Regions from separate parts of the Mus musculus genome. Here regions 1, 3, 4 and 5 are each linked to region 2. Evidence: chromatin contacts called from public HiChIP or PLAC-seq and promoter capture Hi-C data. All regions are on one chromosome and are shown on one strand. Each heading gives the region's core, a stretch centred on a gene start, on an enhancer-like site or on the middle of the called end of the contact. The rest is flanking DNA. Distances are from core to core; before and after follow the strand shown. Region 1 holds the start of Abhd11os (abhydrolase domain containing 11, opposite strand). Region 2 holds the start of Gtf2ird2 (GTF2I repeat domain containing 2). Region 3 holds the start of Eln (elastin). Region 4 holds the start of Mlxipl (MLX interacting protein-like). Region 5 has its middle 12 kb from the start of Tmem270.

What was found. Promoter capture Hi-C pulls out the DNA fragments that hold promoters and counts their contacts. HiChIP or PLAC-seq counts read pairs in DNA pulled down with a chosen protein or histone mark.
Region 1: a contact with region 2 is called in a promoter capture Hi-C map of second pharyngeal arch cranial neural crest. The contact joins the promoter of Abhd11os here to the promoter of Gtf2ird2 in region 2. A contact is called at or near these places in 6 of 39 promoter capture datasets (cranial neural crest, frontonasal cranial neural crest, hippocampal neurons and 3 more), 5 of 484 Hi-C or Micro-C datasets (CD4 T cells, embryonic stem cells, erythroblasts and 2 more) and 5 of 115 datasets of contacts at active chromatin or transcription factors (cardiomyocytes, forebrain, memory CD8 T cells and 2 more).
Region 3: a promoter capture Hi-C map of stem cell-derived epiblast-like cells shows a contact between it and region 2, with 2.4 times the contacts expected there. The contact joins the promoter of Eln here to the promoter of Gtf2ird2 in region 2. A contact is called at or near these places in 6 of 39 promoter capture datasets (cranial neural crest, embryonic stem cells, hippocampal neurons and 3 more) and 3 of 115 datasets of contacts at active chromatin or transcription factors (embryonic stem cells, epiblast stem cells and stem cell-derived neural progenitor cells).
Region 4: a FOXA1 HiChIP or PLAC-seq map of pancreatic cancer cells shows a contact between it and region 2. The contact joins the promoter of Mlxipl here to the promoter of Gtf2ird2 in region 2. A contact is called at or near these places in 3 of 39 promoter capture datasets (cranial neural crest, frontonasal cranial neural crest and pre-B cells) and 1 of 115 datasets of contacts at active chromatin or transcription factors (pancreatic cancer cells).
Region 5: a contact with region 2 is called in a promoter capture Hi-C map of cranial neural crest. The contact joins the enhancer-like site here to the promoter of Gtf2ird2 in region 2. A contact is called at or near these places in 2 of 39 promoter capture datasets (cranial neural crest and hippocampal neurons), 1 of 484 Hi-C or Micro-C datasets (embryonic stem cells) and 2 of 115 datasets of contacts at active chromatin or transcription factors (epiblast stem cells and stem cell-derived neural progenitor cells).

Annotation. Positions count from the first base shown.
Region 1 is chr5:135,010,969-135,015,797 of GRCm38.p6, forward strand. Abhd11os (abhydrolase domain containing 11, opposite strand) reads right to left here and starts at 2,189. Exons shown (of 4, transcript NR_026688.1): 1 at 2,117-2,189; 2 at 1,726-1,820; 3 at 1,462-1,582; 4 at 1,154-1,364. Abhd11 (abhydrolase domain containing 11) reads left to right here. Exons shown (of 6, transcript NM_145215.2): 3 at 1-92; 4 at 242-412; 5 at 516-697; 6 at 919-1,207. The coding sequence ends at 1,051.
Region 2 is chr5:134,181,590-134,186,417 of GRCm38.p6, forward strand. Gtf2ird2 (GTF2I repeat domain containing 2) reads left to right here and starts at 2,449. Exons shown (of 16, transcript NM_053266.1): 1 at 2,449-2,669.
Region 3 is chr5:134,745,486-134,750,117 of GRCm38.p6, forward strand. Eln (elastin) reads right to left here and starts at 1,838. Exons shown (of 37, transcript NM_007925.4): 1 at 1,672-1,838. The coding sequence starts at 1,756. Gm30003 (a long non-coding RNA gene) reads left to right here and starts at 227. Exons shown (of 4, transcript XR_868587.3): 1 at 227-1,823.
Region 4 is chr5:135,104,762-135,109,298 of GRCm38.p6, forward strand. It overlaps Mlxipl (MLX interacting protein-like), which reads left to right and starts at 2,130. Exons shown (of 17, transcript NM_021455.5): 1 at 2,130-2,454. The coding sequence starts at 2,162.
Region 5 is chr5:134,892,563-134,897,291 of GRCm38.p6, forward strand. No RefSeq gene overlaps it. Among named protein-coding and RNA genes, the nearest start is that of Tmem270, 12 kb to the right of the region's middle. Within about 2 kb of position 2,934, at least 18 of the 459 cell types and tissues checked have an H3K27ac peak or open chromatin away from gene starts, as enhancers often do.

The DNA of each region.
Region 1 (4,829 bases), core at 939-3,438, 830 kb after region 2:
AGGGCCTCCTTCCACAGCTGGGTCTGGTGCCCTGCGTCCTCGTTGGCCACAGCATGGGAGGAAAGACAGCCATGCTCCTGGCACTGCAGAGGGTAAGCTACACCTATCTGGGTCCTCTTAATGCACTCTAAGCCCATTGATAACGTGGGACTCATCCACACTTTGGATGGCCAGGTCCAGAAACTCTGCTGGCGGCTCAGAGTTTGTCTGGGACCTGCTCTGGTCTGATTCTGTCTCCCAGCCAGATGTTGTGGAACGATTGGTTGTTGTAGACATAAGCCCGGTAGGAACCACACCTGGATCACACATTGGAGCCTTCATAGCAGCCATGAAGGCTGTTGAGATCCCAGAGAAGGTGCCGCACTCCCAAGCCCGAAAACTGGCGGATAAGCAGCTTAGTTCGGTTGTCAAGGTGACGCACGCCCCCCCCCCCTTTCCCCATGGTGTGTGTCAGAGGAAAAGTGGTGGGTGGGCCTCACAGGGAGCCCCTTCACAGCTGCCAGGTCTCCCCACAGGAAGCGGGCATTCGGCAGTTCCTGCTCACTAACCTGGTAGAGGTGGGTGGGCGATTCTCCTGGAGACTGAACTTGGATACGTTAGCTCAGCACTTGGACAAGATAATGACCTTTCCTCAGCAACGTGAACCCTACTCGGGGCCAACTCTCTTCCTGCTTGGTGGAAATTCTACATATGTACAGTAAGCCGGTGTGGGACCATAGGAAGGGGCATGCTTTGCCCACCACCAGCTATGGGAGCCTGCGTGGGCTAGGGGAGGCGGGGTATCTGGGAGCCTGGCAATACCACTGCGCATGAAGGCTCATGCACATCTCTCTCTCCTGTTCTCTCTCTCTCCCTTTCTCCCTCTCCCCACACCTCTCCATTGTCTTCCCTCTCCATTGGCTTCACTATGGCGGCCAGACCCAGCCACCACTCAGAGATTAGGCGACTCTTCCCTCAAGCCCAGATTCAGACCGTGCCTAACGCTGGCCACTGGGTCCACAGCGACAAACCCCAAGACTTCATGGATGCTGTCACCAGCTTCTTGGCTTAAGAAGTAGCTCCTTGGAAGAGCAGCCAGGGGACTCTAGGCTTGGGATCTGTGCCATCTTGCTTCTGCACAGAAAAACTCAGGGGCACGGAGAGGGTCCAGGAGTACAGAAGTGGCCCAACACTTTTAATGAATAAAGACAGTTCCCCTTTAAGCCCTGGATCCGTTTTCACCACCGTCGCCCCCACTGACCCCGGGAGAGTTGAATCCAGGAACTTCTGCCCGGGCTTGTGTTCTCGTGTGTTCCCAGGGTGCCTCTGGGCTCTCCCTGCAGCTGACTCCGCACCCGCTCTCGAACCATATGCTGCATGTCTTCCTGGGCACGGGAGAGAGAGCAGGTCCGAGGCAATCCCTGGGGACGGAGGGGCGGAGGGGCGTCTTCCAAGACTCCCGACTCAGAGGCTCCACCCTACCTCCCAGGCCTCCACCTCCTGTTTCAGCTTCAGTTTCTCCTGCAGGACCTCCAGCAGCTGAGCCTCCACTGTGCGCAGCCTGGCTCGACAGGAGTCCAGCTCCTCTTCCACCGCGCGCTTCCTACAGGCAGTGGGGGATGGGGGTGGGGGTGTTCCAGTGGCTGTCTTCTGGAAATATCTGGAGCCCCCTTCCTCTCCTCTAGTAGGAGTGAGTCCCCACTTCCCCCTCCTCCACCCCACCCCCACCCCCAGAGTTTCTCTCACTTAGCAATGGCTTCATCCCTCTCCTGCAGTACTTGCTCCAGGGAAGGTTCCGCCCGGGTGTCCCCCAGTGCTCCTGCCGCTTGGGATTCTGGGTTCTGTTGGGGAGTGATGGATGAGGAGGCAGTGACCTGGGGCTTGTCAGAAGGAGAAGCCTCACCCTGGGTCCTTCTGCCCTGCCTCTGCCCTGCCTCATGCTATTTCCACTCAGTTTTACCACCCTTTGCCTCCAGGGGGTGCTGCGCCGGCATCTTGTAAAGGAGACCCTTAGTCTGGCTAGCCGGGAAGTAGACTATGGGACTTTGCAGAATGGACAGTGTTTGAAGCTCCTGAGGAGAAAGGAGTTCCCACACAGCCCTACAGAAATGCTACTGAGTGCTCTGGAGTCGCTTACCTTTCTATGAGCTTAGAGAGTCAAGGCCTGGTGACTGAGACTTGTCAGTTGGTAGAGGCTAGAAGACAGAGCCCTTTGCCCTTCCAGGCAAGGCACTCCCTAGCAGACTCCACCTACAGGAGGACAGCCTGGGGCAAGGAGCAAGTGCACCTCCCTCTTAACACCTTGGAAGGCCCCAAGCCTTTTCCCCAATTCTTGCCGTCTGTCGCCTCCAGGGGGCGCTCCACCCGTGTCTCAGAGGAACAGACAACCTAGGTTTAGTTTAGTTGTAATGCCAAGCATCAGGCAGTGTCTCGTCTAGTCTCCGCCCCCCCTCGCCCCCCCCCCCCGCCCTGCCACGAGGGGTTGACTCTGTGCTAGTTCTTCAAGGAATCATCTGCCCCCAGAATTCTTTTTTTTTTTTAATTAAAGATTTATTTATTATTATATGTAAGTACACTGTAGCTGTCTTCAGACACACCAGAAGAGGGAGTCAGATCTTGTTACAGATGGTTGTGAGCCACCATGTGGTTACTGGGATTTGAACTCTGGACCTTCGGAAGAGCAGTCGGGTGCTCTTACCCACTGAGCCATCTCTCCAGCCCGCCCCCAGAATTCTTATCCCACCTCAAGAGGAAAAAAACAAAAACCCAAGGAACCAGGCATGCTTACCATTTTATTTTTTTTGTTTTGTTTTGTTTTGTTTTGTTTTTCAAGACAGGGTTTCTCTATGTCACCCCGGTTATCCTCTGTAGATCAGGCTGGCCTTGAACTCAGAGACCCACCTACCTCTGCCTTCTGAATGCTGGGAATAAAGGCGTGCGCCTCCACCGCCTGGTTCATTACCAATAGCTTGAATCCCATCTTACCTTTATGCTGTTACTAGTATACCCCAAACACGCAGTGCCTGGGAAGCAGTCTAACTGAACTCAGCATTTCCAAGCTGAGGGACTTTTGTTTGTTTTGAGATAGGGCTTCTCTGTGAGACACCACTGCTTGACTCTAAAATGACCACCAATCCATATTGGAAATAGAAAAATACTTTTGAGATTTTGAGCATCTCTTTTGTTGTTGTTTATTTGTTTTTGGTTTTCTCTGTATAGCCCTGGCTGTCCTGGACCTCACTCTGTAGACCAGGCTGGCCTCGAACTCAGAAATCTGCCTCCCAAGGGATTCTACTAGGCAGGGGCTCTACCACTGAGCCACGCCCCCAGCCTCTCACTGGGGGATTCTAGGCAGATGCTCTACCATTGAGCCATACCCCAGCCCATAATATAGCATTTTGTATAAGGGACTTGAGCATCTCAGCATCCTAAGATTGGATAATGGTAGAGAGGTTTTTGTTTTTTGTTTTTTGTTTTGTGTGGCCTTAGCTATCCTCTGTAGACCAGGTTGACCTTGAATTTAGAGGAAACTCTGCCTCCTGAGTGCTTTGGTTTATTTATTTATTAATTTATTTATTTAATCTATGTATACGAGTACACTGTAGTTGTCCTCAGACACTCCAAAAGAGGGCATCAGATCCCATTACAGATGGTTGTGAGCCATCATATGGTTGCTGGAAATTGAACTTGGGACCTCTGGAAGAGCAGTCAGTGCTCTTAACCACTGAGCCATCTCTCCAGCCCGGTTTACACCTGTAATCCTGTACTCGGAGGCAGAGGCAGATCTCTTGAGTTTGAGGCCCACCTGGTCTACAGAGCTGAACTGAGTTATGTTGAACTAGGTCCCGCTCTTTCCCCCAGACAGGGTTTCTTTGTGTAGCCCTGGCTTTCCTGGAACTAGCTCTGTAGAGGCAAAATCACATTGAAAGTCTTCTCAGAAACTACATGGAAGATGCATTCTAGGGCTGGTGAGATGGCTCAGTGGTTAAGAGCACCGACTGCTCTTCCAAAGGTCCTGAGTTCAAATCCCAGCAACCACATGGTGGCTCACAACTGTCTGTAATGGGATCTGATGCCCTCTTCTGGTGTGTCCGAAGACAGCTACCGTGTACTTACATATAATAAATAAATAAATCTTTTTTTAAGAAAAAGATGCATTCTAAAGATAGGATATATGTGTTACTCTTTTTCCCTCTCTTCTGAATCTGGGAAAACGCACATATACATTAAAAAGAAAAGAAATTGCTTTACAGTTTTTTACCTCTTCATTTGTGTTTCCTTATGCCATATCAAAAACATTCCTTCGTAATACAGGGGTAGCTCGGTGGCTGAGCCCTTGTTGCAGAGTTCAGTTCTCAGCACCCTTGTCCGGTGGCTCAAGACTTCGTGTACTTCCAGCCCCAGAGGATCCGATACCTCCAAAGGCATCCATGCACACAATAAACACCTTGTGGGTGTAGCTCAGCAGTAGAGCATCTGCCTAGAATTCCCCCTACTGAGGGGTGACTTGGTAATAGGGTGCATGTGTGAGACTCTGGGGTTTATCCCCAACTCAAAAACCACGTTGGGGGTAAAGCTTCCTCCTCCTTCTCCAGGCACATTCAGCCCCTTATACTTCTCTGTCTCCCTCTTTCACTGGCAGCGGGGGGTGTCACTGCCAGGGTGTCTTTGCCGCCACCTTCTGAAGGGAAGGCAGCTAGACAAGCGAAGCAGTACCACCTTTGGCCTGAAGGTGGCAGCAGCCCCCAAGAGCAAAGATCCCATGAGCTGCCCCTACTCCCTCAACGTGTGAAATGGAAACCCTCCCCAGGGTGGTGGGCAATTCCCAGGGTTCCTTTGTAAAAAATATC
Region 2 (4,828 bases), core at 1,199-3,698:
CTTGTGTGTGTCCGTTTCCTTCCTCTCTCCCTCCCCTCTTTTCTTTTCCTGTTTGTTTTCAAGGTGGGAGTTTCTCAGTATAGCCCTGGCTATATCTTGGAACTTGCTGTGTAGACCAGGCTGGCTCCAACTCAAGAGATCCACCTGCCTCTGTCTCTCCAGTGCTGAGATTAAAGATGTGTGCCACCACTGCCTGGCTATTTCTTTTTAATAAGTTAGGATATATTTACTCAGATGTGGTAGCTTAAGTCTTTAACCCCAGCACTCAGGAGGCAGTTGGAGGCCAGCCTGGTAAGAAAGAAAGAAAGAAAGAAAGAGAGAGAGAGAGAGAGAGAGAGAGAGAGAGAGAGAGAAGAAAATAAGGAAGGAAGGAAAGGGAGAAAGAGAAAGAAAGAAAGAAAGAAAGAAAGGAAGGAAGGAAGGAAGGAAGGAAGGAAGGAAGGAAGGAAGAGGGGGGAGGGGCAGGGGGTGGTGGAGGGAGGAAAATTCAACCAGCTATTATGGTCGGGGTAGTGTCCTCCCCAGTCCATATATTGAAAACGTGAACCCCAGCTGATTACCCTATTTGGGGTGCTCTGGAAATTTCAGGACCTAGCTGGAGGAAGTGGCTCACTGATGATGTAGCTCTAAGTCTCTTCTTTTTTCTTGCCTTGCCTTTCCTTTCCCTCCTTTCTCCTCCCCCTCTCCCTCCCTCTTCCTTCCTCTGCTTCCTGTCAGGAAATGAAGCAGGCCCTCCAGCACCTGCTCCCATCCCATGGGATCCGAGTATTGTAGGCTGAAACCTGTGACCTTGAGATAGGGAGGAGGAGAAGACTAGGGAGAGGGTGCGCCATGTTGTCCTCCTGAGGCTGGTCATCTCGAGAGTGGAGATTTCAAAACAGACTCTGGCTACACAGATCTCCAGTTCAGAGGACTGGTCTAGACTGAAGACCTGTAAATCCTGTAAATGTTTTGGGGGCCTTTTTTTTTTTGTTTTGTTGTTATTGTTATGCTTTTTGAGACAGGGTTTCTCTGCATATCTTTGGCTATCGAGGAACTTATTCTGTAGACCATGCTGGCCTTGAACTCTGAGATCCCCCTGCCTTTGCCTCCAGAGTGCTGGGATTAATGGCCTGTACTACCACCCAACACGGAAATGTTATTTAATAATCCTAAAACTAAGTAAGTCAAGGACTGAGGGCAGACAGCAGAGCTTGGAGACAGAAAGTAGGAAACGTCATGGCAATCTGAGAGTGGGAAGAAAGGAGATTGAGTGGGAGCCAGAACAGCCACCAAGCACTGTGCCCTAAAAGGCCACATTGCAAGGGTGAGTGACCTGATTTTGACAAGTAGCCAGAGCAAGAGATTTTCAGGCTGGACGAACACCATAGGATCTAGCAATCAGTGACCCACTTGTGACCTGGGAGGAAAGGATTTATTGGAGCCAGCTCAAGAACACGAGCAAATACAAACTATGTCGGAAGCTACACAGCCTTTCCTGATATGAACAAAGTGTTCTCATTTTATTTTGGGACAGGATCTTATATGTAGTCATGGCTGGCCTCAAACTCAGAGAGATTTGCCTATTTCTTCCTTGTGAATGCTAGTATTAATGGCATGTACACCAAGCAACAAATCTTTAAAAGTATTTTTTAAATATTTTATTTTTTTTAAGCGGGTGTGGGTGCATACAGAGGCCAAAGGATTCCAATCCTTTGGAAATGCGAGTTACAGGCACGTGTGCTGTGCTTGACACAGACACTGGTCTTCTGAAAGCACACTTATCAGCTCTTAACAGCTGAGCCACTGCTCCAACCCCCTTTCCAGTATATTTTAAAGCAAACAAACAAATAAAACTGGAACCCTTGTAAAGTGGGGCTGGAGGGATGGCTCCGTGGTTAAGAACACTTGATCAGTTCCCGCATCCATACCGTCTGAAACTCCTGGTCCAGGGGATACTGTGACCTCTTCTGGCCTCCCCGTGGTGCATATAAACAGGGTGGCAAAATACTTACAACAGATGGTGCTTTACGAATAGCTCCCGAGACATGCAGCCACGCAAACACAAGAACATAGAACTGACACAGGCACAAAAATTAGTTTTAAAGGAAATGCAATGTCCTAAAAGGTAGGTGGTGTGATGGCGCACGCCTTTAATCCCAGCACTCGGGAAGCAGAGGCAGTGGACTCTGAGTCCGAGGCCAGCCTGGTCTACAACGCAGGCTAGCCAGGGCTACAAGAAAAACTCTGTCGCGGGGGGTGGGGGGAGTGGGTGCCTGAGTAACACGTGGGGTGACCTCTCCGCTTCCACGTGCACGCACAACCACATTTTAAAATATCTCTATCTATCCAGAACGGCCATGCACATCCAGGGAAGGCGCGAAGCCACGTGCACGCCACGCAGCCCGGCCGGCGGCCTCGCGGAAGCCGTCCTGCAGCGCACCGGAAGTGGCCGTCCCCACCGGGGGTGCTTCGGCCACGCGCGGGAAGCCGACCTTCCTTCCAGGAAGCAAACAAAGACAAAAAATAAAATAAAAAAGAGGGAGAAAAAATAATAAAAACGAAAAACAGGAAGGGAGCGGAGAGGAGGCGCCCGCGGCCCCCGAGCTGCGGTCGCCGGCGCAGAGCCGCTGCGCACGCGCAAGCCAGGCTCCAGACCCCCGGCGCGGCCCGCAAAGCAGGGCCCTCAGGTGCGTATCCCGCCGCCGCTTCCCTCACAACTTCCGCTTCCGGGAGTCCCCGCCGGGGCAGAGCGATCTCTCGGGGTGCGTGGCGGGACCTTCGGGCGCCCGGTGGTCAGCGCCGACCCCCATTTTCCCTACCGCGATCGGGCCGTGAAGAGTGGGGGGCGGGGCGGGGAAGACGTGGGGTTAGGCGACTTTCGCACGCCAGGCGCGCACCAAAATCTCGCTTTCGATTGGTTGTGACGGGGCGAGGAGGCGGGGAAAGCTGCGCCCGGTGCGTGCCGAGGTCACGCGCCACCTGACGTACCTGCGCTGTGTTTAGAAACCCTTGATTGGTTAGGGGAAGGGGCGGGGCCATCGCGGTTGCCTAGCAACGGCGCTCTGGCTCCACCTTCGGCGGCTGGCTTTGCTTGTTGGCTCCAGGATTATGGGGGCGTTTGGTGTTTGTGGCAGCCAGTGGTTTAGGTCGATGAAGAGAACGGAAGAAAGGGCCCAGCCTCCAAAATGTGGCTTGTGTCTGGTCTGGTTGAGAGTACAAGGTGGCCTATGGCCATAACAACTAGTACAACAATCAAAAAAAAAATTTTTTTTTCCAGACAGGGTTTCTCTGTGTAGCCCTGGCTGTCCTGGAACTCACTCTGTAGACCAGGCTGGCCTCAAACTCAGAAATCCGCCTGCCTCTGCCTCCCAAGTGTTGGGATTGAAGGTGTGCGCCACCATCGCCTGGCTCAAAAAAATTTTAATTTATTTTAAAACGTTTAAAATGTTTAGTAACTTTAAAATTTAAAGTAAATTTTTACAAATTAAAATTCACTATAGTAATGTATTTAACCTATTGCACCCAAAACATTATTCTAGAATGTACTTATTTCAGCACAGAGAACCAGAATGAGCCGGCAACGGTGGCCTTCAAATGGATCTGAGAGTTCAAGGACTGCCTATATATAGCAAGTTCCAGGCCTGCTGGGGCTACACAGTGGGACCTTGTCACTAAATAAATTATAGCCGCTTTATTGAGATACAGGAAAACTCATCCTTTAAAATACAATGCAAGTCAGAAAAAGAATTCCTTCCAAAGTAAAATAAAAACAAAATAACAGAACTCAAGCCTAGTGTGGTAACTCAAATGTGTCTGTCAGCCCAGCACTGGGGATACTGAGGCAGGAGGATTTCAGAGAGTTACAGGATAAAAGAAAGAAAGAAAATGGAAGGGAGGCGGCTGAAGAGATGGCAGTTAAGAGCTTGTACTGCAGGCCGGACATGGTGTCGTACAACAGGCAGATTCCTGTGAGTTCGAGGCCAGCCTGGTCTACAGAGCAAGTTCCAGCACAGCCAGGGCTACACGGAGAGACCCTGTTTCAAAAAACATTCAAAAAAAAAAAAAAAAAAAAGCGTTTACTGCTCTTACAGAGGACCGAGGTTCAATTCCCAGCACCCATGTGTAAATTCAGGACCACCACCACCTATAAATCCATTTCTAGGGCACCCACTATCCTTCCCAGCCTCCTCCATCCCCAGGCACGCACACGGTGCACACAACCATGCAGGGAAAACACTCCCTCCCACCCACACACACAAAGATTTTAATGGGGGGATGGAGGGGCCTGACAGAGTACCCCACCACTGCCCTCAGGTGGCCTGGCTGCTCCTCTGGGCAGCCAGGCTCTTCAGTGCTTGCTGCTGTAGGAGCCACTTGTTCTGAGAGACTTTTTAATAACAGTGGTGTTTGGAGGGTGCTTCGAGGTCTTACAGACCTGCTGGCTCTCGCTAGAACATTACAGCCCCGAAAGGACAGCTTGTGGATACATTTGAGTTGGCTTCACTGTGAGAGACATAACAAAGGCAATGATGCTGTCCAGACGTTGTAGTATAGATGCCGATAACTATTTGTCTAAAGAATCTGAAGTCTTCGTTTATACCCCAAGATGCTGGTGCATTGGTTGCTCCCAGGTGTTGTTGGTTTTTTTTTTTCTTTTTTTGTCTGTGCACTGTGATGTCACCTGTCACATAGGCAAGTTAGAGACACCCTGATTGTGGTCCACAGCCCAGATGTGCTGTAACCAAGAGTTCCAGATGTTTGAAATGTTGTGCTCAGTTCAGAGTAGCAGCTGCTTGAGCTCTGAGGAGCTCAATCAGCCAGTGGGGCAGCATGAAGCAAAAATCAA
Region 3 (4,632 bases), core at 588-3,087, 560 kb after region 2:
CTCTCCTAGGCGAGCCACGCCTCTAGCCTGCTTGTAGATGATACTGAGACAAGATCTCACTATAGCTCAGGCTGCCCTCGACTCGATAGCATCCTGTGTCAGGTGTGGTTTTTCATGCCTAACTTCAGCTTCCCTATTTGTAAAGATAAACAGTTTCTTTATGATGAACTAGTATAACCATCCAGGGAGAAGGGTGGGCAAATGTTACGAGACCACATCTGGGGCAGGAGGGTCAGGTGACCCAGAGACACTGCTCTTTAATGGGTCCTCCCGTTGGTACCCACAAACCTCAGTCTCGTTCCAGCCCTGGAACTCTTGTTCTACAGTGGGCTCCTAGCCCCCAGCAAGTAAGTCTCATGGGACAGATGCTGTTCTTATTCAGTCTCTGACCACAGCCCTGTCCAACCCCGCCCTGTAGCCTCCTGTCCCCAGTCCAAGTTCAGGTTCCCACAACAATGAGGTCTCTTAGGGAAACCAGACCCCAGCAGATGGTTCATAGGTTCACACCTCTTTCCCCACAGCTGGATGCACCTTTCATCTGGGAGCAGACTCCTTCCTCCCCATAACCCAACATGCCCGGTCAGGATACATATCAGATGACCAAAAGGATACCTTGAGGCTCAGCCTCTGATACCAGCCATGTCCTGATTGCCAGGAGATGGGCACTTTCCCCAGCTCACGCTCTGGCCTGTATTCCATCTCAGCAAACCCTCATACAGGCATGGACTCGCTCACGCTCACACACACACAGTGACGTCCTACACCTGGGCACCAGACGTCTTTAGGACATTTTTTTTTTAAGACAGCCTGATAGAACCCAAATGGCTCACTAGGTAGCCAATGATGTCTTGAATTCCTGATCCTCCGATGACCACCACACAGGTATGTGTCACCACGCCCACCTAGTTTACTCAGAGCTTTGAGAATGTTTAGCATGCCTTCCATCAACAGGGACGTCCTCAACCCTCCTGGTTGCTCTTGAGACGGGGTCTGGTTGGCTTTGAACTTACATGTTGGGGGTCACAGGTGTGGCTCACCACGCCCAGCTGGGTGTTGGACTTTGGCAGATCCCATCACACAACTTCACGGTTTGCCTCCCTGTACCTCCATCTGTCTAGGAACGGACTTGTGAACAGACCTTCATACCATCCCAGACACATTTCCTTCAGGGACATGCTTGGCTAGAACCTCACACTGACACCTGTGCAACATAGTATGAAACACACACGGGCGCATACACACACACACACACACACACACACACACACACACACACACACACAGAATCCGAACATCTCCAAGCAAAGACAAACCAGGATTGTCTCTCCCCAGGCTGGTATGTACACAGGTGTGCACAGGTATGCAAACTGCCACCACCACTGGAAAGTACTCAGGTGACTCAGAGGACCCCTTCGAGCTTGGACAGGAGGTAGGGACCATCCTGACTGGCGGGAGTGTAGCTTTGACAGGACCCCTAACACGGAGCTGGCTCCCAAGAGGAGACAGTTCCCAGAACCCTCCCTGTCTCGAGGAGGGGGGATCTGGAGCTGAAGGGCTCATCCATCTCCGGGATTCCCCATCAGTCTTGCCACCTGGCCGGCAGGGTCCCGCAGATTGTGGACAGCGTGGGACCAGCGAGGGGCAGCGTGGGACCGGCGAGGGGCCCCTTACCTCCAGGCTGCGCGGGATGGAGGAGGTTGAGCAAGAGGATCAGCAAGACGCCAGGCTGCGGGACTACCGCTGTCAGACCCGCCATCTCGGGGAGGACTGCCCCAGCCTGCTCTCAGCGCCTCGTTTTATCCCCAAAGCGTAATTGCTGCCTGGTAGGCTGCTGTGAGGGAAGGAGGGAGGGAGAGAGGGCGGGTGAGAGGAGGGCGGGAGGAGGGGGAGCTGGGGGAGGGGGCCGCGGGGGAGGGGGCAATTACGAAAGGCCAGACTTGCAAGCCTCCTAGGCTGAATCTGCCTCGACTATGGGTCTATTTTCCTGCACACACACACACACACACACACACACACACACACACACACACACACTGACGCGCGCGTGCTCTGCCCCCCCCCCCCCCCATCGCTTTCCCGCTTTCCCTCTGTAGCTGTTTGCTTGCTCCTGGCCCTGTTCCCGCCAGAAAGTGCAAGGGGGGCCTTTGCCAGGACAGCCCTCTGGAGAGGAAGCAGGAGGGAGGGCCCAGGCAGCCCGGCCAAAAAATCCCAGCCCTAGCCAAGGCTGGAGTAGCCAGGCCCCCGCCCCTCTGCCTGGGCCCCAGGCCCAGTGTGGGGACACAGGCCAGCTGTCCCGCGCCTCAGCTCCCACCCTGGTCCTGCAGACACCCCAACACCCCCAAGCCTGGCTAGAGACAGGCTTTACCCAAAACTGGGTTAGGTAGGTTGATGGGGCTAAGGGAGTCTGCCTATAGAGTTCAAGGTCTGCGAGCAGAATTGTCTGGGAGAGAGAATAGGATAGACATGGTACCGTGGGGGCATTTTAGGAACAGATTAGAGACCTTGACATACGATCTAGTTCATCATGGTTGAGACAGGTCTTAGCCATCTGTTTGAAGCCTGGGAAAGGGTGTTGGATCTATGGGTCTATGGTTGCAGAGACCAAGGGGCTGAGGTCAGGCGAGTGGCTTGGGAGTGAGAGCCATGTATTTAGTGTCTCCCTAGGGCTCAAAGATGATCCTTGCATAAGGTGTTGGTTGGTTCTGTAAGGGCCACGAGCACAGCTTTGCACCGCCCCTGAGCAAGGCACAGTGTCCAACAGAGGTCATACTGGGTCTTAGGTGCCTGGTAGGGAACATGGAGGTGGGAGCTCTGTGCAGGTGACTATTAACTCAGTATTCTCCTTCTTGCTTGTTCACCACCTGTCCAATGCTCTCACTTGCATCTGGAAACTGATTCTCTTGGAGGCTCTGGGAAGGCTTGATGATGCTATTCCTCTACTGGCCAGAAGGGGGCAGCCTATGCTGAACCAGCAGAGAGCCCTCCAGGAAAGCTTGCGATCAGTGCCCTGGCCACCCTGTCCCTGAGCATATGGAGATCCTGTAAGGCTTTAAGGAATGTGAAGTGTAGGTCAGAGAAAGATTATGTCATTCTCAGACTCCTGAGTGTATGTGGAGTACTGTAGGACAGGAGAGGGAGATGGTTGCTTGCTGTATACAGGTCATAGTTGGTTAGAAGAAAAAGTCTAGGCCATAGGTCCTAGAGTCTTTCTCTTGTAGGGGGTGGTGCAGAGGGGTGAGTTAAAGATGTCTTATCAGATGTCTTATACAGTACAGGGCATAGAGGAGTCTGCAGAGATGACAGCATTGGCGGAGGTGGGGGTGGGAGATCAAAGGCAGGTGGCTTAGGTGGACCTGGGCTAATTTTTGGTTCTCTTGTCTTGGTGCTCTTGTGTTTCTTCTTCTTCTTCTTCTTCTTCTTCTTCTTCTTCTTCTTCTTCTTCTTCTTCTTCTTCTTCTTCTTCTTCTTCTTCTTCTTCTTCTTCTTCTTCTTCTTCTTCTTCTTCTTCTTCTCCTCCTCCTCCTCCTCCTCCTCCTCCTCCTCCTCCTCCTTCTCCTTCTCCTTCTCCTTCTCCTTCTTCTTCTCCTCCTTCTCCTCCTCCTCCTCCTTCTCTTTCTCCTCCTCCTCCTTCTTCTTTTCTTCTCCTTCATTTCCTCCTCCTCCTCTTTTTCCTCTTCTCCCTCTCCTACTTTTCTTCCTCTTCCTCCTTCTCTCTTCTTTCTATCCTCCTTCATTTCCTCTCTCCTTCCTTCTATTTCTTCCCCATAATTCCCTTTACTCTTTCCTTTCTCCCCCTCCTATGTCTTCCTCTTCATTCTTCCCCCTTCCTTCCTTCCTTCCTTCCTTCCTTCCTTCCTTCCTTCCTTCCTTCCTTTCTTCCTTCCTTCCTGCCTTTCTCCTTCTGTCTCCTTTCCCCTCCCTTCTCTCTTTCCTTACTTCTTTTTCCCTCTCTCCCGTTCCTCTCTTCCTCCATTTCTTCCAAGATGCTCACAGTCTCACTATATAACCCAGGCTGGCCTTGAACCCCAGAGCCTCCTGACTCAGCCTCCTGAGCATTGGGATAATTGTGTACCTCTGTAGAGCTCGCTTGTCTCATCTGTTTGCTGATGCCAGCTATCCTTAACTAGGAAACTCAGCACAAAGACAAGGAAAGCTTGGGCACACGTTTCTACCCTGAGCCCAGAAGTGTTCTGTATCCATTTGGTACCAACAGTATCATGGCTGAAGCTAGGTCTACAATCTCTGCCCCCGTTTGTGGTGTAGCTGTCTGGCTCAACAGAGCCTCTACTGTGTCAGTCTGAGATCTTAGACAATTTCCCCCATCCCATGATCTACCACCCAAGACATCACCAGAATTTTGGAAAAGGGAGACATGATAGGAGGATCATCTCAGAGCTTGGCACGGCGCTTGTGCGGCGGGAGCAGGAGGTCGTAGTGTTCAGTTCCATTGTGTGTGTATGTGCCATGGCATGCATGTGGGGATCAGAGGAGCTTGCAGGAATGGGCTCACTGCTCCCTCCAAGCGGGTCCTGGGACTTGAACTCAGGTCATCAGGCTCTCCAGGAAGCTTCCTTTACTCCCTGAACCATCTTCATGACTGGAGGATAGAGTGATACCAGCCTGAGTTAAATA
Region 4 (4,537 bases), core at 880-3,379, 920 kb after region 2:
CAACAACTTGTGAGAGTTCTTCTTCTACCATGTGGGGTCCAAGGATTGGTCATCAGGCTTGGCAGCAAGCACCCTCACCCACTGAGCCATCTCACAGGCTGTGTTTTATTTTGGAGGGATGGTGGAGGTGGGGGGGGGTGTCTCACTATGTAGCCCAGGCTAGCCTCAAACTTGCTATGTAGCCAAGCATGACTTTGGACTCTGATCCTCTGCCTCTATCTTTCTGGAGCTGAGATTACAAGCATGCAATGCCACACCTGGTTTAGGCAGAGTTGGGGATAGAACCCACAGCTTCCTAAATGCTGGGCAAGTTCTCTACCAACTGAACTACAGGCCCGGCCTGAGACTGGAAACTATTTCCTGTTGTTGTTGTTGTTGGGAGTGGGCGTTGGGGTTGTGGTGGTGATTTTTGTTTGTTTGTTTGTTGTTTGGTTTGGTTTGGTGTTTTTTTTTTTGTTCCTTTGTTTTTGTTTTTTTGTTTTTTTTTTTTTTTACAAGACAGGGTTTCTCTTTGCATAGCCCTGGCATAACCTCAGCAAAATCCTGGGTTCAATCCCCAGCAGGGCACAAACAAACAAACTCTTGTCTGAGGCACACCACACCGGAATGACAACAAAGCCAAACATCTCAAAGCCTGATCTAGATGTCTAGATGTGGTTGAAAAATTGCTTTAGGGACCCCTAGCTTCCCCAGCAGTGTTCCCCAAGCCTCCTGTCCCAGTGGAAAGGTTAGCTATGTCTGAGTGGGGTGGAAGGATGGAGGGTGACTCTACTTCATCTCACCCCCCAACCATCGGTTGCTCTCCAAACAGCTTCATCTGCATCTCCATTCTGTCTCCCAGGCCCCGAGAAAGTCTTTGAGGACCTCAGCAATATCTAGAAAGATAAGCTTGTCTATAAAACTCCCATCGCTGTGGAAGCAGAGACAAGAAGACCATAAAATTTAAATTCTACTCTCCATGGAAAGTTCCATATCTCTGGGTGGTGGTGGAGGTGCGTGCATTTAATCCCCGTGCTCCCAAGGCAGGGGCAGGCAGATCTCTGAGTTCCAGGCCAGCCTGGTCTACAGAATGAGTTCTAGGACAGCCTGGAGTACACAGAGAAACCCTACCTAGAAAAACAACAAAACAAAAATAGAAAAAGAAAGAAAGAAAGAAAAAAGGAAAGGAAGAAAAGCAGGAACAGAAAGAAGCTAGGCTTCAGGGCTGGTGAGAGAACTTCCCGAGGAGAAAGCCCGAGTGCAGGGAGGTGATCTAGAGAAGGTGAACTCTTAGAGTCCACTTCTGAACTTTGCTGTAGAGGCATAGGACAATCATAAGAGCGCCTGGGTACAAGCAAGCATTGGGGTTCAACCGCACAGGACCCTGGGAAAGTGAAGAAGGCAGGCAAGCGATTTACTGAACTCACTATGAAGCAGAGGATGACCCTGAATTTCTGGTTATCCATCTATCTATCTTATCTATCTATCTATCTATCTATCTATCTATCCTATCTCTCTCTCTCTCTCCATCTATCTATCTAGTGTTTATGTGTCTAGGAATACATATGGATCTCAGAGGTCAAATTTTAAAAATCGAGTATTTTCTTCCAACATGTGGGTCCTAGGGTTTGAACTCTTGTCCTCAAGCCTGGTGGCAAAGGCTTTTACCGGCTAGCGGTCTTGTTTGTTGTTTGGGATTTTTTTTTTTGTCTCTTTCTTTCTCTCTCTCTCTCTCTCTCTCTTTCTTTCTTTCTTTCTTTCTTTATTTCTTTCCTGTCTGTCTGTCTGTCTATCTGTCTGTCTGTCTCCACCTCCCGAGTGTTACACTTACAGAATCACCCCCATGCTAGTGTCTGTGGTTCGGAGGATCGAACCCAAGGCTTTGTGCACGCTAGCCAGCCCCAGCCCAGTCCCAGCCCCAGCCAGACTTTCTGAAACCTGAAAAGTAGAGACTAAAAAGTGCTCTCAACAGAAAGAAAGGCGAAGCACCGCCAAAGCTCCAGGATCAGTGGTTTCACACCACGCTCACTGGTTATGCTAATTTAAACATCACCTGCCAACTAAGGGCCACGCCCACCACAAGGACCTATCAGGAGAACAGGGGCGTGGCCATGGTAATTAGGCGCAGCTGGCTACGTTAAGCGCTCTCCAGAGCGCCCGAGAGTTGGCGACAATAGTGGCCATGGCGCGCGCGCTGGCGGATCTATCCGTGAACTTGCAGGTCCCCCGGGTCGTCCCTAGCCCGGACTCGGACTCGGATACGGACTTGGAGGATCCGAGTCCCCGGCGCAGCGCGGGTGGCCTGCATCGATCACAGGTCATCCACAGCGGACACTTCATGGTGTCTTCGCCGCACAGCGACTCGCTGACCCGGCGACGCGACCAGGAGGGGCCCGTGGGGCTCGCCGACTTCGGGCCGCGCAGCATCGATCCGACACTCACCCACCTCTTCGAGTGCTTGAGCCTGGCTTACAGGTGAGGGCGGACCGGGGAGCCTGAGTCCCAGCTTTCCGTGGTGGGACCGCGCACTGGGGCTCCTGTCCCAAACTGCTACGGGGGACGCTGGACACAACTTAGGCATTATCTTCCTCGCCTGGTCCTGCGCAACCCACGGACCCTCATGAATCATTTGTGTCCCATCACTTGCTTGTGGCGCCACTGTCCTGTCCTCCACCTTTGTCTCCACCTTTGCAGGGCCTTCTACGGTTGGGCCCCCGCTCTTTGATTCTTCTGCTTTTGCACTTAAATGCCAGGTGTCTTTCACACTCCTCAGACTATAACCCATCCCGTCCACTGCCTCCCTCCACTCGTGGTATGCCTGGACTGTTTCGTTCATCCTCAGCAGTCCCTGCAAAGTCCCACTCTTCCCTGCACGCTGCAGTTATCCCGTGGTCGCCCTCATAGGCAGTGTCCACTTACATGGAAACAGTTTCTTGCTCACTTGCCCAGACACCATTTATTTTGGCTTGATTTAGTTTGGTGAGCCAGAGTCTCACTCTAAAGTTCAGGCTGGCATTGAGCTAGGTAGCCCAGGCTGGACTCCCATCTCGGCCTCCCAAATACGGGGATTACAGGCATGAGCCACCGTGTCTGATTTAGAACGCTACGTCAAGGTTGGCGGGAAGACGGTGCCCAGCACCTGCCCAGAGCCAGCAGAGGGTGCTGCAGTCCACCCTAGGTCGGGTAGGGAAAACCTGGTCTCCCCGAACCCGGTAAGAGGCTGCAAGGCAGCCAGGAACCCTGTAACTACGGCTCAGACCTCCGGGGCCGCACCCAGCTTCAGCCCCACCTATGTGTCCCCGAGGAGGGCGCGAACTGGGGTCTTGGCCCAGTGCCCTGGAGCAAAGTTCCCGGGAGCAGTGGGAAGAGGATAAATTATCAACCGAAAACAGTAGGAGAGAAAGGGGGATCGGCCGGCCTTGATCTTTCTTCTCTGTAAATATCACGCTTCTTCAGCGAGCCTCCTCCCCTTCGTAGAACCGCTGGCTGTAGACCGGCACCTGCAGCCCCACAGGGGACCTGGAGCTGGGGTGGGAATTGCGGAAGAGCGTGGCCCACCTCGTGGCGGCAGAGCCACGCGACCCCATTGGCTGGAGGCAGAGTAACCTTGGCCCACAAGTTCTGGCCTCAAGCCCAGGTCATGTTGCAACCTGATAGTTCAGGGCGCTGAGACCAATGTGGAAAGTTCAAATTCCCTGTCCCGTTGCCCCTCCCCCGCCCTTGGACATCATGAGACTGCCTGGGAAGGGGCCATCTAAGGTCTCAGAACACCAGAAGCAGCTCACACTGGGGCAGTGCTTTAATTATCAAAGACTTCCGATTAAAGGAGAGGGAGAATATCCCTCACTCTCTTTCTCTTATTGAGTCCCACACTGTAGACTAAGCTAGCCTGGAACTCACTGTAAAACCGAGGCTGGCCTGGAATTCTGCTCTGGCCTTCCAAGTGCTGGAACTACAGGCACGAGCCACAAGAAGCCTTGGGTCCCCATGTTCCCCCAAAGGGTCTCCCGTTTCCCGACCACTCCCAACTCAGGCTTCCTGCTTCGGCCATACATTCCACTTGGGCAGGTTTAGAGGGCTTTCCAGCTCAGACCTTGGGCAGACAGAAGGGAAGCGGTTTTAGAGAAAGAGCACGTGGAGGGTCTGAGGGCACTCCCTAAACTGCAGCTCCCTAGGGTGGAGAGTGCCGTGTCCCCCACCCGCCAAAGAGCCAGACTATTAAATTCTCTTGAGTGGGATTCTGAGGATACCCAAGTTAGCCAAGTACACAGGAGTTTTTGGTGAAGAAAAAAAAAAAAAAACATAAAACAAAACGTGGGCCAGGAGAGGCTCTGCCAGGGAGGGTGCTTGGTCCCGGACTGGTGACCTGAGTCTGATTCCCAGTACCCACATCAAAGTGGCTGCAGGGAATTGACTCCATAGTTGTCTGAACTCTGACCTCCATGTGCCACCCACGAGCTCCCCTCCCAGTGAGACATAAAAATAAAAACAAAAGCAAATGCCCCGTGCTCACGCTCATGAACCCTGTGGGGTTGGGCATGCCTAGAATCCTAGAACT
Region 5 (4,729 bases), core at 1,684-4,183, 710 kb after region 2:
CAGAAATCCACCTGCCTCTGCCTCCCAAGAGCTGGGATTAAAGGCGTGTGCCACCACTGCCTAGCGATGTTATGGATTCTAATTCCTGGGTGTGGTGGCTCGAGTCTGTAATCTCAGCACTTGGCAGAAAGAATACTAGCTAACACTCTGGAGACAGAAACAGGGGGTGTCTCCAGGGTAAATTGGCTAGTTAGGCTTAGCCAAACCCTCAGGATCTGGGTTCAAGTGGAATGCCCTGTTTTGTTCAAGGTGTGTTTGTTTCCATTTTATTTTATTTTATTTTATTTTATTTTATGTGTGTGGGCATCTTGTTGCACGAAATTCTGTGCACCACGTGTGTGCAGTACCTGTGGAGGCCAGAAGAGGGCGTCAGATGTCCTTGGAACTGGAGTTAACAGACTGGAGCCATCGTGTGGGTGCTGAGAATTGAACCCAGGTCCTCTGGAAGAGCAACCCGTGCTCTTAACTGGTGAGCCATCTCTCCAGCTCCCAGGGAATGGAACCCTATCTTAATACATGGAGTGAAAAGCAGCTGCAGAAGAACCCTGACATCAACACACATGTACCCAACTACATGTGTGTGCCCACCATCTGCAAGAAAACCAAACTAAACAAAGCCATGCATACCACACATGCATACACATGAAAGATAGATGAATTAAGATAAAAAAAAAATCCTTGCCCATGTCCATTATTATTCACAACTGTCTCCAACTCATGTGTTGGTTAGCTCACATTTTCCGTGGCCAGGGAGGGGCAGGAGAAGGCTTTTGCTTTCAGCTGCTTTGCTGCTCCAGGGCCCCCAGGCTAGAGGCTGCAGCTGTAAAGAATTCCTTTCAATCGGAGCCAGTGATGCTGTGATAAGCCTGGACCACAGGATGCAGTATCACCAGGCTTAGAGAATACATCCCAGGCTGAGGATGCTGTAAGCCAGTACCAGAACAGGGGCCATTCAAAGCAGGCAGGCTCTGGACTCTGGGGAAGGGAGTTGGTGGTGGTGGTGGGGGGGGGTTTCCTTGTGCCTACCCACTCATCCACCATTCTCATCAAACATCTGTCCTCCCACCCTATGTTTGCATGCACACACATGCACACACACACACACACACACACACACACACACACACACACACATGCACACACGACGTGCTCCCTCCACAGAACTCTCAGAATGAAAGCTCCAAAGATTGACCTTTAAAAGTTGTCTAACATCTTTGGTTCCCTGCAAGGGTAACCTTTGCCTGTTGACTGCTCCGTCCAAAATAGGATGATAGTATGAACAGACTCCGAAGAGGATGGAAGAGCAGAGGAAAGCGTAAAGGGCTCTGAGATGCTGTCTTCCAGGCATGCCATGACTGTTATACTTCTGAACTCAACTGCACAAGACCAGGCCTTCATGCCTTCCACCAAGGGTGTGGGAGGGACTCACAGGGCCCCAACCCTCTCCAGAGATCTATAAGCATGATCGGTTACTGGGGGTAGGGAGAGAGATTCCTTTCAGTGGTGCAGCCACTCTGGTAAATAACCAGGCTCCTGTAAGCAACTTGAATTGAACTCACAGGGTCTCACACACACACACACACACACACACACATAAGAGGTGGGAAAATAGAAGAGGGACCAGTTGGGAATCCGAGGGGGGATCAACAGGAGTAGGTGGGGGCAAGAGACAGTGTTGGGGTGACTTTAATCAAAATGCATTACACATACATATGAAGATGGCCTAATGAAACTCATTACTATGGATTTAATATATGCTAATACAGAACATAACATCTGCCATATTAGTGACAGAGACACATGGATCCATCCCTTCGTGGTAACTTTGGAGTCCCAAGTGCTTTAGCTCTTGATGGTAGCCTGAAGTCTGAAGGGTTAGGGCCTAAGCAAGATGGCTCAGTAGCTAAAGTGGCTTGCTGCCAAGCCAGATGACCTCAGTTTGACCCCCGGGACCCATGTGGTGGAAGGAGAGAACTGACCTCTGCAAGTGATCCTCTGCCCTCCACACGTACACTAAGCATTGCACACACATACATACATACATACATACATACATACATACATACATAAATGTAATTTTAAAAAATAGTTATCAGCTACTGAGCTAAACGTGAGTCAGTTGAGGGGCTGAGGAAGGTGTGGCTTGGTCAGTGGTGTGTTTGCCTAGTATACATGAGGATCGGGAATCAGGCCCAGTTACATAAGGAATTTGAGGCCAGCCTGGGCTACATGAGAAAGACCCTTCTCATTGAAAAAAAAAATCCAGTTGTGCGATGTCAGGAGGTCCCTCACCTCTTGGGTAGTCATCCTTTCCACAGGCTAGCCCAGTTCCCTCTAGTTGTCTTTTTGACCCAGGCTGCCCTCATGTGAGTCGCAGGGTTCTGGGAAGACTACCGGCTCCCTCTAGCCAAGCATGGAAGTTGGTGTAGAGGGCTAGGCTCAGGGTTGTTCCCGTGAGTTGGGCTCCAAGGCAGAGACCCAAGGCAGAGACCCTTGCCTTCCAGTTGGTGGAACCCTGAGAGAGGGCATGCAGACAGGCACTCCAGTGGCCCCAGAGGCTCTTTCAAGACATGCCAACACCCTCCCTAGGGTGGGCTGGTGTAGAGTGGCAGCTGTCACCAATCTGGGACAAGGGACATGTGTACAGAGTATGTTAGGATGAATCTGTTGCCAAGGTAAGCCCATCAGGCAAAACCCAGAGACCAGTGCCTTATAGACAGTCTGGGGAACTCTCTGAATACAGATCCCCTACCACAACCTCAAGCAGACAGAGAAGGGGGGGTGATGGTGGCAGACACGGCTCCTGACCCAGCTGGACACGGGTTCCAGCCGTCCAGATGTGCAGCCAGCATTCCGCTGTGGAGACGGGGCGGAGCAGCAGCCAGGGGCCCAGATGGGCCGTGTTAACCCAGAAACAGCTCTTCACATCCAGATGCTCTGTGTTTAGCCAGCGAGCCAGCTTTGGTCTCCAGATGTGAGCCTGGGCTGGGGGTGGGTGAGGAGTACATCACCCCAGATGTGCACATTGTGAACAAGAATGGCTGCAGGATCCAGCTGCTGCAACAGGGACCTGAAGGCTAGGCTTGAATTTCTCTATTCTATTTAGACTTGGGGGGGGGTCCTTCTAGAACCCCCTAATTACAGAACTCTGATCCCTGGTTCAAGGAAGCTTCAAGATCCACAAATGCTAAGTTGCAGATGTTAACTGAGCCCTGTGATGGAAGTAAGAACTAAGGCTGACCTGCCCAGGGCTATATAAGCCAGAGACCAGCCAAAACTGAGTCCCAGTGGAGAGGAAGGATAAGTTACTCTCAGAGCGCAGGTAACTTAAACTGAGGGTGTATCTCGATTGGCAGAGCGCTTGCCTGGCATGCCTGAAGCACTAGGTTTGATTCCTAGCACTGTCTACATAGCTCATGCTTGTAATCCCAGCATTTGAGAATTGGAAGCAGCAGGATTACAAGTTCAAGGTCATCCTCAGCTACAGAATAAATTCAAGACCAGCTTGTCTCATACACACACACACATACACACACGCACACACACATACACACGCACACACACACTGATTGAATGAAGTAGTGCAGTGGAAGCAGAGAGGCTCCAGAAGGTTTCCAGGAGGGTCTCTAAAAGGAGCCCCAGGGTCACACTGCAGACATAACCAGCAACTCCTGCTAACAGCATAGCCCAGGACCTGAACCTGCCCTGAGCAGGGGGGCAGGGGAGGAAGGCTGCAGCTATACTCTCCAAACAAGCTATATATCCAGAACTGCCCAAGGCTGGGGACTTGGCTCAGTGGGTAAAGTGCCTGTGACCAAGACTGGTGACCAAGTTTGAGAACCAAGGAGCCCACGTGGTATATGGTGAGAACTGACTCCTGAAAGTTGTAGGTTGTCCTCTGACCTCTGCATTTGCGTGTGTCACACACACATACACACAAAATACAGCCAATGAATAAATGTACGCTTGTATGTCTGTGCACCACATGTGTGCCTGCTACCAGGGAACATCAAAAGAGGGTCCCTGATCCCCTGGAACTGGAGTTACAGATGACTGTGAGTTGCCATGTGGTTGCTGAGATTTGAACCCAGATCCTCTAGAAAAGTAGTCAGTGCTCTTAACCTCTGAGCCATCTCTCCAGCCCTTCAACCTCACTTTTCTTTTTAACTTTTAAGAATTGCGCAAGTAGAACCTCCCAACCCTACCAGGCACAGAAATTGGAAAGCAAAGGTAACAAGACAAGAGGGAAACCCCATCCCCTCCTGACTTGGAGGCAGGAAGGCATGGAGGCCATAGGAGGCCGAGGTCAAATGTCAAGCCTATGCAGCCACAATTAACTGAGGCCTGTGGATAGATAGCAGTCCCTAAGTCCTGCTGCGGAACCTCAAAGGGCATACAGGGGGCTCTTTGCAACCTGCTGGGGACACCAGGGTCAGGGGCATCACATGGCTTGGGTGGAGAGTCTAGCCAGGGAGCCTTCAGGCTGAGGCGTGAAGTCCTAACAGGTTGTGTCAGGCCAGAGCTCTGGGGAGGGGGCCGCGCCTCTCTGGCAAGCCCCACCTGGGGCCAAGCCCAGAGCTGGGGCTGGAGAGAGACTGGCGGCTCTGAGCGGAACATGTGGGTCCCAGGGGTAGAGGCAGTCCGCAGCTGAGCCCCCCAACTCCTGCCAAGCCTGGGACAAAGGGGAGAGGTGTGGGAAATGTTCTCCTGGGCCGAGGGTGGGGGACAA